Regions from separate parts of the Sus scrofa genome. Here region 1 is linked to region 2. Evidence: chromatin contacts called from public HiChIP or PLAC-seq data. All regions are on one chromosome and are shown on one strand. The core of a region is the stretch at or near the end of the contact, and the rest is flanking DNA. Distances in the headings are between cores, read along the strand shown.

What was found. HiChIP or PLAC-seq counts read pairs in DNA pulled down with a chosen protein or histone mark.
Region 1: a contact with region 2 is called in an H3K27ac HiChIP or PLAC-seq map of skeletal muscle, with 14 times the contacts expected there. The contact joins two enhancer-like sites. A contact is called at or near these places in 1 of 47 Hi-C or Micro-C datasets (epiblast stem cells) and 1 of 2 datasets of contacts at active chromatin or transcription factors (skeletal muscle).

Annotation. Positions count from the first base shown.
Region 1 is chr13:116,555,514-116,560,275 of Sscrofa11.1, reverse strand. No RefSeq gene overlaps it. Among named protein-coding and RNA genes, the nearest start is that of KCNMB2, 190 kb to the left of the region's middle. Within about 2 kb of position 1,770, at least 17 of the 83 cell types and tissues checked have an H3K27ac peak or open chromatin away from gene starts, as enhancers often do. A contact at or near this core is called in skeletal muscle, where this site is marked.
Region 2 is chr13:115,303,312-115,307,806 of Sscrofa11.1, reverse strand. No RefSeq gene overlaps it. Among named protein-coding and RNA genes, the nearest start is that of TBL1XR1, 180 kb to the left of the region's middle. Within about 2 kb of position 2,821, at least 1 of the 83 cell types and tissues checked has an H3K27ac peak or open chromatin away from gene starts, as enhancers often do. A contact at or near this core is called in skeletal muscle, where this site is marked.

The sequences.
Region 1 (4,762 bases), core at 521-3,020, 1.3 Mb before region 2:
ATTGCTATGGTGAATCATGCCAATCTACTTACTTTAATACAGTAGGACTCTCTTATTTTAGCATTGGGCCTTCTTGGGAAACTTACCTCCTACAATAATATATGGCTGTGGTTTGAGTATGGAATCCATTTTTGTCATCGTTATGATATTCTAAGTACTCTAGGTCTCATCTACTCTTCCTTCTTCAAAAGTAAAAACTAATTATATTGCAGTTTTTGAGACATATTTGGTTGAGCCAAGAAGATGGTTATTTTGTTTGTTTCATGCATTGTTCAGTCTATATCACAACTCAACTCTGCAAAAACTATCATTGAAAATATATTAAAAAAATTAGAGTGGCTGTGTTCCAATAAAACTTTATGAATACCAAAATTTGAATTTCATATCATTTTCTTGTCACAAAATATTATTCCTCTTATTTTTTTCTACCATATAAGGAAGTGAAAAAAAGATGCCCTGTCTCCTAAGCTGTACAAAAATAGGCTGTGGACAAGTGGGTGTTGGAATCAAGTGGTCTGGAATCAGACCTGGATTCTGTAATAAATGCTAGGATTTTGAAAAAGCCGTTTAACCTTTCTGAGTTTCTTTCCTTGACTTTAAAGTGGAGCTGATAATATCTATCACACAATATTTTGGTGAGAATTGAAAGATAGTACATGAGGATATGTAGACATGAAATATCTGAAATAATTGAAAACCCACATCTTAGTTATTTTTGTCCTGCCTCAAATGGTGATCTCTGATGGAGAGAATAAAAGCCCCCCCCCTTTAGTGTCAATAACAATAGGCTTTTTAAATATAATTAAACCCTTGTTTTTCTTAACCTTCACTGGGTTTTGCTCTTTTGGGTGTCCCTCAGCATTTACACGTTAGATCATATTTACCTCTGTTCATATGTTTCATCTTGTAGCATTCTCCTGTTTCTTTGAAAATGACTTATTGAATGATTTATGGGATGGAGGAAAACAAGTTACTGGGAAACTTTACAACTTTGTTTTTTTTTTTAAGTTTTATTAAAGTATAGTTAATTTACAAGGTCGTAATAATTTCTGCTGTACAACACAGTGATCCAGTCACTTTGTTTTGGTTTAGAGTAGAGGAATGGTCCATGATAATTTTCTCTGTCTACTTTGCAGGGTTTTATTTCACATTTTAAAAAGGAATTGTAGTCTTTATCACTTTTTGAAATGTTTTCTGATATTGTTAAGCTTTAAAAGTAAGTTTATAAAAGTAGTTTGAACAGCCAGTTTATGTAGAAACAGTGGGATGGCAATGCCCTGCTTTACTGTATTCACTGATTAATTTCCAGGGCTGGAAATGTGGGAGTTGCTGGCAGTGGGGGGCAGTCTTGTGGGGAAATCTGAGAACCGGGAGCCTTTCTGACATGTAGGCACCATCACCATTCAGATTATTTTCACAGAGGGTAGGCTCTATTTGGTCTTCCGTGGGGAGAAGGAGGAAGCAGCAAAACGCCAATTTCTCCTATTCCCTGTTATTTTTTATGTCATGTTTACAGCAGGAAGGGTGGATGGGACAGAGCAGCCTCTCTCCTGACGCCACGTCCCTCCATGGAGCCCCCCGCCAAGATGTACTGGCAGCTCTATGAGATGAAGATTTTATCCTGGTGTCCTGGCCAGCTTCCATCTGGCTAAAGGCATTTTATCTAAATATTTCCAGGCGCCTATCTCTGCAGTATTGAAGTGCTCAATTAGATATGGCCTAAGTCTTTGTAGCATATCAGTGTGCGCTGCTGAACAGCTGCTGCATTCCAGCAGAGGGTGAAGTCATCTCTATATATAGAGCACTGTTTGGAACAGTGGCAGATTCAAGCAGGCAAATGCACACCTGAGCTATAAGTCAGTCACCTGCCCAGAGTAACAGAAGTTTCTGGAGAAACCCTTTCTTCCTTAAGGGGCAGGTGGCATGGAGACCACAGGGTCTTTTTTGAGATTTTTTTTTTTTTTATAGCTTATAGCCACTCCTGAGGCGTTTTTTTTTGTTTTTTTTTTTTTTTGTTTTTTTTTTCTGTCATCTCCACAAATAGTGAAAATCATTGTATACAAAAGGGACTATATTTTCTTCTGTGATTTTTCTTACAACTTGAGGTTTGTTTATTGATAAGTTCATCACATATTGCCCAGTACCCTGGGCATTGTTATTTATTAAATATTATTGTTAGAGTTAAGTCATTCTGCTCTTGTTCGTTTAGTACCTGTTTTTCCTATTAGATGGTGAGCTCCTCACTCCTGGTACAGAGTACTTGAATAAATACATAAATATTGAGTGTTATGTTAATTCATAATTCCTAATGAAGTATGTTGTCTTGGTCCCCACCTAAAGGTCATATAAATTATTGCTCCTTCCAAAATGATCTGGAAAAGATGTAAAAACACAGTTCCTGAATTCTTGTGTTAGTTTTCAGAGGGCCATAGCTACCAGTGTGGGGGATGGATATCTGGCATTGGAAAGGATCTAGAAAAGTCACTTAGAGCTCTTTCTCTTATTTGGTTGAACACAGGTTGCTTTGCTTTGGAGACAAGAACAGGATGAATAGCCAATTGCACAAAAATGCCTGGGCACAGAAACAAGATGGAATTGTTGAAAGTTCCAAAGTTTCAGCCTGGCTCAACCACTAACTACCTTTACTACTCTGGGAAAGTCACAGAATTCTAATGGGCCTTAGTTCCTTCCTCTAACAGATAGTGATAATAATCCCTGTCCTCCTCCTCTCACAAGGTTGTAAGGAGGAATGTGTCTGAAAATGCTATGCAAACTATGCCACTCTTAGACATGGAAGGTACTGCCTTGTCATCCCTGCCTTATCTGCCAGCAAGGGTCAGATAGTCATGTGAACATCCCACCTCTGGCCACCTGGAAGCAACATTTCTCCCTTTAGTGACTGTAAAGGGAGCAGGGGGCAGGCAGATGAGAGATATTCTGAGGACAGTCTGCTTCCTGGTTTCTTGATATTGCAGATCCCCTGAACAGACAGCCACTGTGAATTCCTCTCAGATCTCTTCACTCTACCCATCAGGGGGTAGTGATTCCACTTCATTTCACGGAATCAGAGGCCACTGAAGGTCACATAGTGCCCAGATGAGGAACACCAGAAGAGAACATTTCATATATGGCCAAAGCTCTCCTTATCCCTCAACTTTTGTTATCAGCTGTTAAAGCCAGAGTGTGTCTATGGGAACATAAATTATTTCCTGGGGAGACAGGTGTCCATGCTATAAGAACTTGGATGCCTCAGTGATGCATTTGTGCAAAGAACTTTTTGATGCTGTGAGGCATGCAAGATGCAGACACTTGTCTAGTGTTGATTTGTGGGACCCACCTAGTTTTTCATTGTTAGTCTTTAAATAGCTAGAATGTTGTAAGCGTGCTACCAGGAATGCGAATCCATGAGCCTGGAGCAAAGAAGATATCTTGGATGAATAACTTTAAATCGGTTCTAAGATTCTGCCATGGGTCATGAAACTCTTTCTTAGTGTACAGAATAACCCAAAGTAGGTAAATGCCTTATGAGCACTAATACTTCTAAGTTCGCCAGAGGCACAGATGAGAGCATATAAGTCCTCTCTGTCCTTTAATTTTTCACTTGCCCCTTATATCCCTATTCAGCCTCTGTTGGTCTTTCAAGTCACCTAAACTGCTGGTCTGATCGTCACGTACTCATGGGCAGGAGGAGGAGGAGTTGAGCTGATTACCTGTTAACTTCAGCCTAAATGAAATGGATTTCCACATTGCTTTAAAATTCACAGTTCTCTCTTCTCACCACCACCCCCCTCACCCCCCGCGGTTTCCTTGCTTCCTCTCTAAAAAGGCAATGTGACAAATTCTTTTGCCAAGGCTTGGAAGTTGGGAACTCAGAGTTTTTATTTAATCATGGTGCTGAGTTCCTGTCTGGCCTTGAATATGCTATTTTACATTTCAAATATTCCATCTGTAAAGGCAGAATGATAATTCTTCTCCATCATGCAGGGAGTTGAGAGATGATCAATGATTTAGTGTTTTAATGAGCTTTGGAGGCACCAAATAATAACCAGTGTTATTAAATACACTCAGATCTGGTTAAGGATACTGGGGAAAGTTTGAAGCTGAAACATTGGCCAGCTGACCTGTTTTGGCATAAAATCTCCTCAGGTTTCTCTTTCTAAAGCACTCACTGAGTGATGAAGCTCTGTGTGTCTAGTAATAAAAGGAATCTGGGTCATTAACTCAGATTGTCAAAACTGTGCAGTTCTTTATTCCTTGTCCTATTTTATTTTAGGAGAACACAATTCTAAACCTTCGTATCAGTAGAAATTCCTTTATATAATAAATATGACTCAAATAAGCTATTTTATCATGAAATGTGCTATGCCTTACCTTAAGATGATAGCTGGTGATTGGGGTAAGAGGATCCTTGGCCAGTGCAAACTTTTGAAAGTAAACTATCATTATCCTTAGTATTTACCACTTCCACAACACTGACTGAATTTATGAGATTTGGGGGAATTCATCCTAAATCACGGTGTATTTCATGTAGATTATTTCATTTGCCAGCTAAATATATATTGCATTTATATAATGAGTCAGGCTCTAGGTTAGGACATAAATATAAGTACCTGTGTTACACATGTTGTCTTGATCATGGAGGACTTTATAATGTTGGGGAGCATAGATATTTAATGATAACTGAAATGCAAAGTGAGATATAAGCAGGGTAGTTTATGAATACAAATTAGGATAACTGTTGCCTTAGAGAGTCAGAAAAGAG
Region 2 (4,495 bases), core at 1,572-4,071:
CCAATCAATCGAGTTAACTAGCTGACCCTGGACAAGGTACCCTCTCTCAGCCTGTGTCCTTATATGTAATCAAGAATGACAATAACCTGTGTTGGATTGTAAAGATTAAACAAGGTGGTACATACAGTTTTTAGTACCACACCCAGCATGCAGTAAGGCATGAGAAAAATCATAACCATTTCTGTTCTCTGGTGGTGCTGCTGCTGCTGCAAGATGCTAAGATGAGAGGAGAGTTTTCCATCCCTTTATGTTGAGATTTATGTAATTTTATATTGTCTTCTGTATATACATCTGTTTATACCTAGTTTCATATTGCATTTAAGTACAGTCTGAGACCTTGGCTTCTTTATTCCTGAGTTTCTTATTTGGATCCAGTTTTTAGTTGGATGGATATCATTTTAATATGGTCCTAGTAAGTTCTGTCTTCCTTGAATACTTGTACCTTTGAGGCTCTTGCTGTCTTATGGAAAAATGGATATTTGATAGAGAGTGTTGTTTTTGTATCACATTAAATCTCAGTTGATTAGCATTAAAATGTAAGTCAAGAACTCTCAACATTAGAAGAAGTGGTATTCCACCCAGGACATGCTAAATCAGAGCATATGCAAAGGAAGGGTCCTCAATCTGTGTTTTATGCAAGGTTTCCAGAGTTCCTAACACACACGATAATTGGAGAACCATGGCTATGCTACTCTACTGCCTTCGGGCAATCACTACTGCTGTGTAAGGTCAGCATGGCTTTTGCTTCCTTTTAGGTTAAAAAAAAAAGAAAGAAATTTAAAATCCTGGATTCCTAAGGATTCCTTGTCTTTGAAATATTGTAACTTCTCAGGATATGCCTAGGTATTTGTCCTCTCTGAATCTGTCCTGGAACACAGCAAACCCTCATAAACACAGTAGCCCCCCAGTCACATTTTTTTTTTCACTTCAAAACAACCTTATTAAAATTTTATTTTCTTTTCATGGTATTTTGTTGAGCCTTGCTACAGCTGAAGTTAGCAGTCATGACTGACTGATGAATGGCACCAATCTACAGCAATGTGTGATTTCTCCACTAGTGCTCAAGAAGCCTGGTGGAGATGGATGTGTTAGCTGGTAATGGAGACTAGGAAGGTAAAGGAGCCTTTAAGAGACCACACCTTGCTGGAGGATTAGCCTCCAAGTATTTCCAGGGCAGGGGGGGTCCTCTAGTCAGGATATACCTGGACAGTATGAGTAACACTTGTGAGAAAGTCCAGGTTTCTGGAGTCTGGAAAGTTCTCCATGTGTCTGCAAGGAAACAGGCAAGGGTAACTGGCTTAAGTGTACCTGGCATTTATGCTTCCTGGGAGATAATAGGGGGTCCTGGTAAATGGGTTAGAAGGATGTGGTTGCTCATAGTTGCAAATGGGACTATGTGGCAGTGCCTAGGAGGGGGGCTGTGGGTTAGAGGCTGAGTGTGGCGGGTGGGAGAGCCGGGTAGGATTAGTAATGTGAATGTCTGCTACTGAGAAGCTTTGGCCCTTGCATTCAGTCATGTTCTTATCTAGCCGTACTGAAATATACACACGTCCTGTAAGATTTCTTCTCCCCTAAATTCTCATAATTGCCTGTACCCAGAATGCTTCTCCCTTCATTTGCCTCATTCTTGTCAAACACTGGCTGCCCACCTACTTGCCTACTTCCTTCCCTGCCACTCTTTCCTGCCCTACCAGCCATACCTCCACTGAGAGAATAGCTTCCTGTGCTGCTCTGACTAAACTGAACTCCTTAAGAGCAAAGCTTATCTGTTGTATTTCTCTCTGGATTCCCAGAACCTAGGACAGAGCCTGAGAGAAATAGTAGCTGTTTGATTAATTTGAGGTTTTGCCAAGAGTGGGAAGGCACTCATGTAGAGTAAATTGTGAAAATGTGAAGGCTGTGTACTGTAGGGAAAAAAGCACCACATTTTCCCCTATGGATACGAACTGGAACAAGTTTCACATATATAAGACATATCTATGTAAGATACTTGGTTTCAAGGTTGTCTTAAGGATTAGCAGTCCGTAGCTTGTTCAGCACCGTGGCTGGCATAAATTAGGCTTTCATACATGGCATGATTATTATTGTTACTATGTTTACTGTTACAAACATGCCAGAGAAAACATTTGACAGAATAATTTGTTGAAAATAATTGGTTGTAATTAGATTTATAAGCCACTACTATTATGGACATGAATGTGGAAGTAGTTATTGAACAAATTACTGTTTACAGTTGCATTTTGTTATGATGGGACATCTTAAATATGTAATTGTTTTTGCATGCAGCCTCAGATAATGATGATGGGTAAGTGGGTAATTAGCTCTGTTGTATGACTTTATCTGTATTTTTTGTCTCAGCCTTAGTCTCCACTAAATTTTTATTTGTATAGTCAAGAATTGGGAAATGCACTTTTAAAAGCAACACTGTGCCAGATAGCCATTTTGTAATCTATTATTTATAGAAAAATGTCAGAAACTGCATCAATATTAAGAACTAAAGTTCTAAAGGAGTGGCATTTCACATTTTACTTTCTTTTGTCTTCTGTTTCAGTTATCTCAGACTTTAAATTTGAAACATTAATCAAGGTCAAAATAACACTATTTTTATGTATTTGGTCACCCTCGTTTTCAGGCATAGACCTTTTGTTTTACGTAACTGTTTTTTCCTTATAGTAGTAATACATACTCATTTTTTAAAAATTTAAAGTAGAAGTTCCCATCATGGCTAAGCTGTAACAAACCTGACCAGGCTCCATGAGGATGCAGTTTTGACCCCGGCCTGGCCTCAGTCCATGGGTTAAGGATCCAGCATTGCTATGAGCTGTGGTGTAGGCTGGCAGCTACAGCTCTGCTTCAACCCTTTTTCTGGAAACTTCTGTATGCTGTGGATGTGGCACTAAAAAAGAAAAAAAAAATTTTTTTAACTAGGAAGAAAATGTTGAAGTGTATGTGTAAGTAAAGAGAAAATCACAGATGTAAATTTTACCTAGCTTTGAACAGGAAGCTTAGGTGTTGCTAAATATAGGCCTTTAAGTCATTTCGGTGAAGAACAGGGTGTCCTGCTGACCTACATAGAACTTGTAACATAAGTAAGAAAGATTAATTGTTATTTTAGGTCACTGAGATTTTGGAGTTGTTATTATAGCGTATTCACTCTTCATCCCTACCTTGACCCACCTAGGCATTCTCTCCTGTAGCTATATAATATTCTAGACATTTTCCTGTGTGTTTATAAATGTAAACCAGTGTTTTGTTTTAACAGAAAGGGGAGTGTACTGTACTTGTTTTTGTGTGGCTTGATTTTATTGCACTTAGTATATTAAAACCTTTTCCATGTCAGTCTTTTCTAAAACAGCTTTATTCAACTCTAATTGACATAAAGTACATATTTAAATTGTTCCGGTTTAGGAGTTCCCTTGTGGTGCAGTAGATTAAAGATCCAGTGTTGTCACTGCAGCAGCTCAGATCGCTGGCCTGGAAATTTCCACTTGCCATAGGTGTGGCAAAAAAAAAAAAATTGTACAGGTCTCTGTGTCTCTACCTATGTATATACTGTGAAATAATCACACAAAATGAACCTATTTATCCTCAAAGTTTTCTCATGTCCCTTGAGATCCCCTCTCTCTTAGCTATCCCTGTCCTGCCCCCACCATTTCAGGCAGCCTCTGATTTGCTTTCTGTTACTATAAATTGGTTTATATTTTCTAGAGTTTCATAAAAATGGAATTATTATTCCATTTTTTGGAATATACTCTTTTTGGCTGGAGAGGGGGAAGGTACCGATCTCTTTCTGCACAATGATTTGGAAATTCATGTTTCATGAAGCAATAGTTTATTCTTTTTTATTACTGACTAGTATTCCATGTATGGCTATTTCATAAATTAAGTAATAACCTCTTGATGAACATTTGTGTTATTCCTATTTTGGCTATACCTAATAATGTTGCTTTGAAGATTTATGTATAAGACTTATTTGTGTGTAAGACATGCTTTCATTTCTTTTGAGTAAATACCTAGGAATTAAATGGCTGGGAAATATTATTATGTGTATGTTTATTTTCCTAAGAAACTGTCAAACTGTTCTCTAAAGTGATTACATCATTTACTGTTTTACATTTCAACCAGCAATGTTATGTATGAGATCAACTTAGTAAGGCCAGTCTTTTTTTTAAAAAAAAAAAAGTCTTTTGAATAATTTTATTTATTTATTTATTTATTTTTGTCTTTTTGCCATTTCTTGGGCTGTTCCCAGGGCATATGGAAGTTCCCAGGCTAGGGGTCCAATTGGAGCTGTAGCCACTGGCCTATGCCAGAGCCACAGCAATGAGAGATCTGAGCCGCATCTGCAATCTACACCACAGCTCATGGCAACGCCAGATTCCTAACTCACTGAGCAAGGCCAGGGATCGAACCAGCAACCTCATGGTTCCTAGTTGGATTTGTTAACCACTGAGCCACAACGGGAACTCCCTGAATAATTTTAGATTTATAGAAG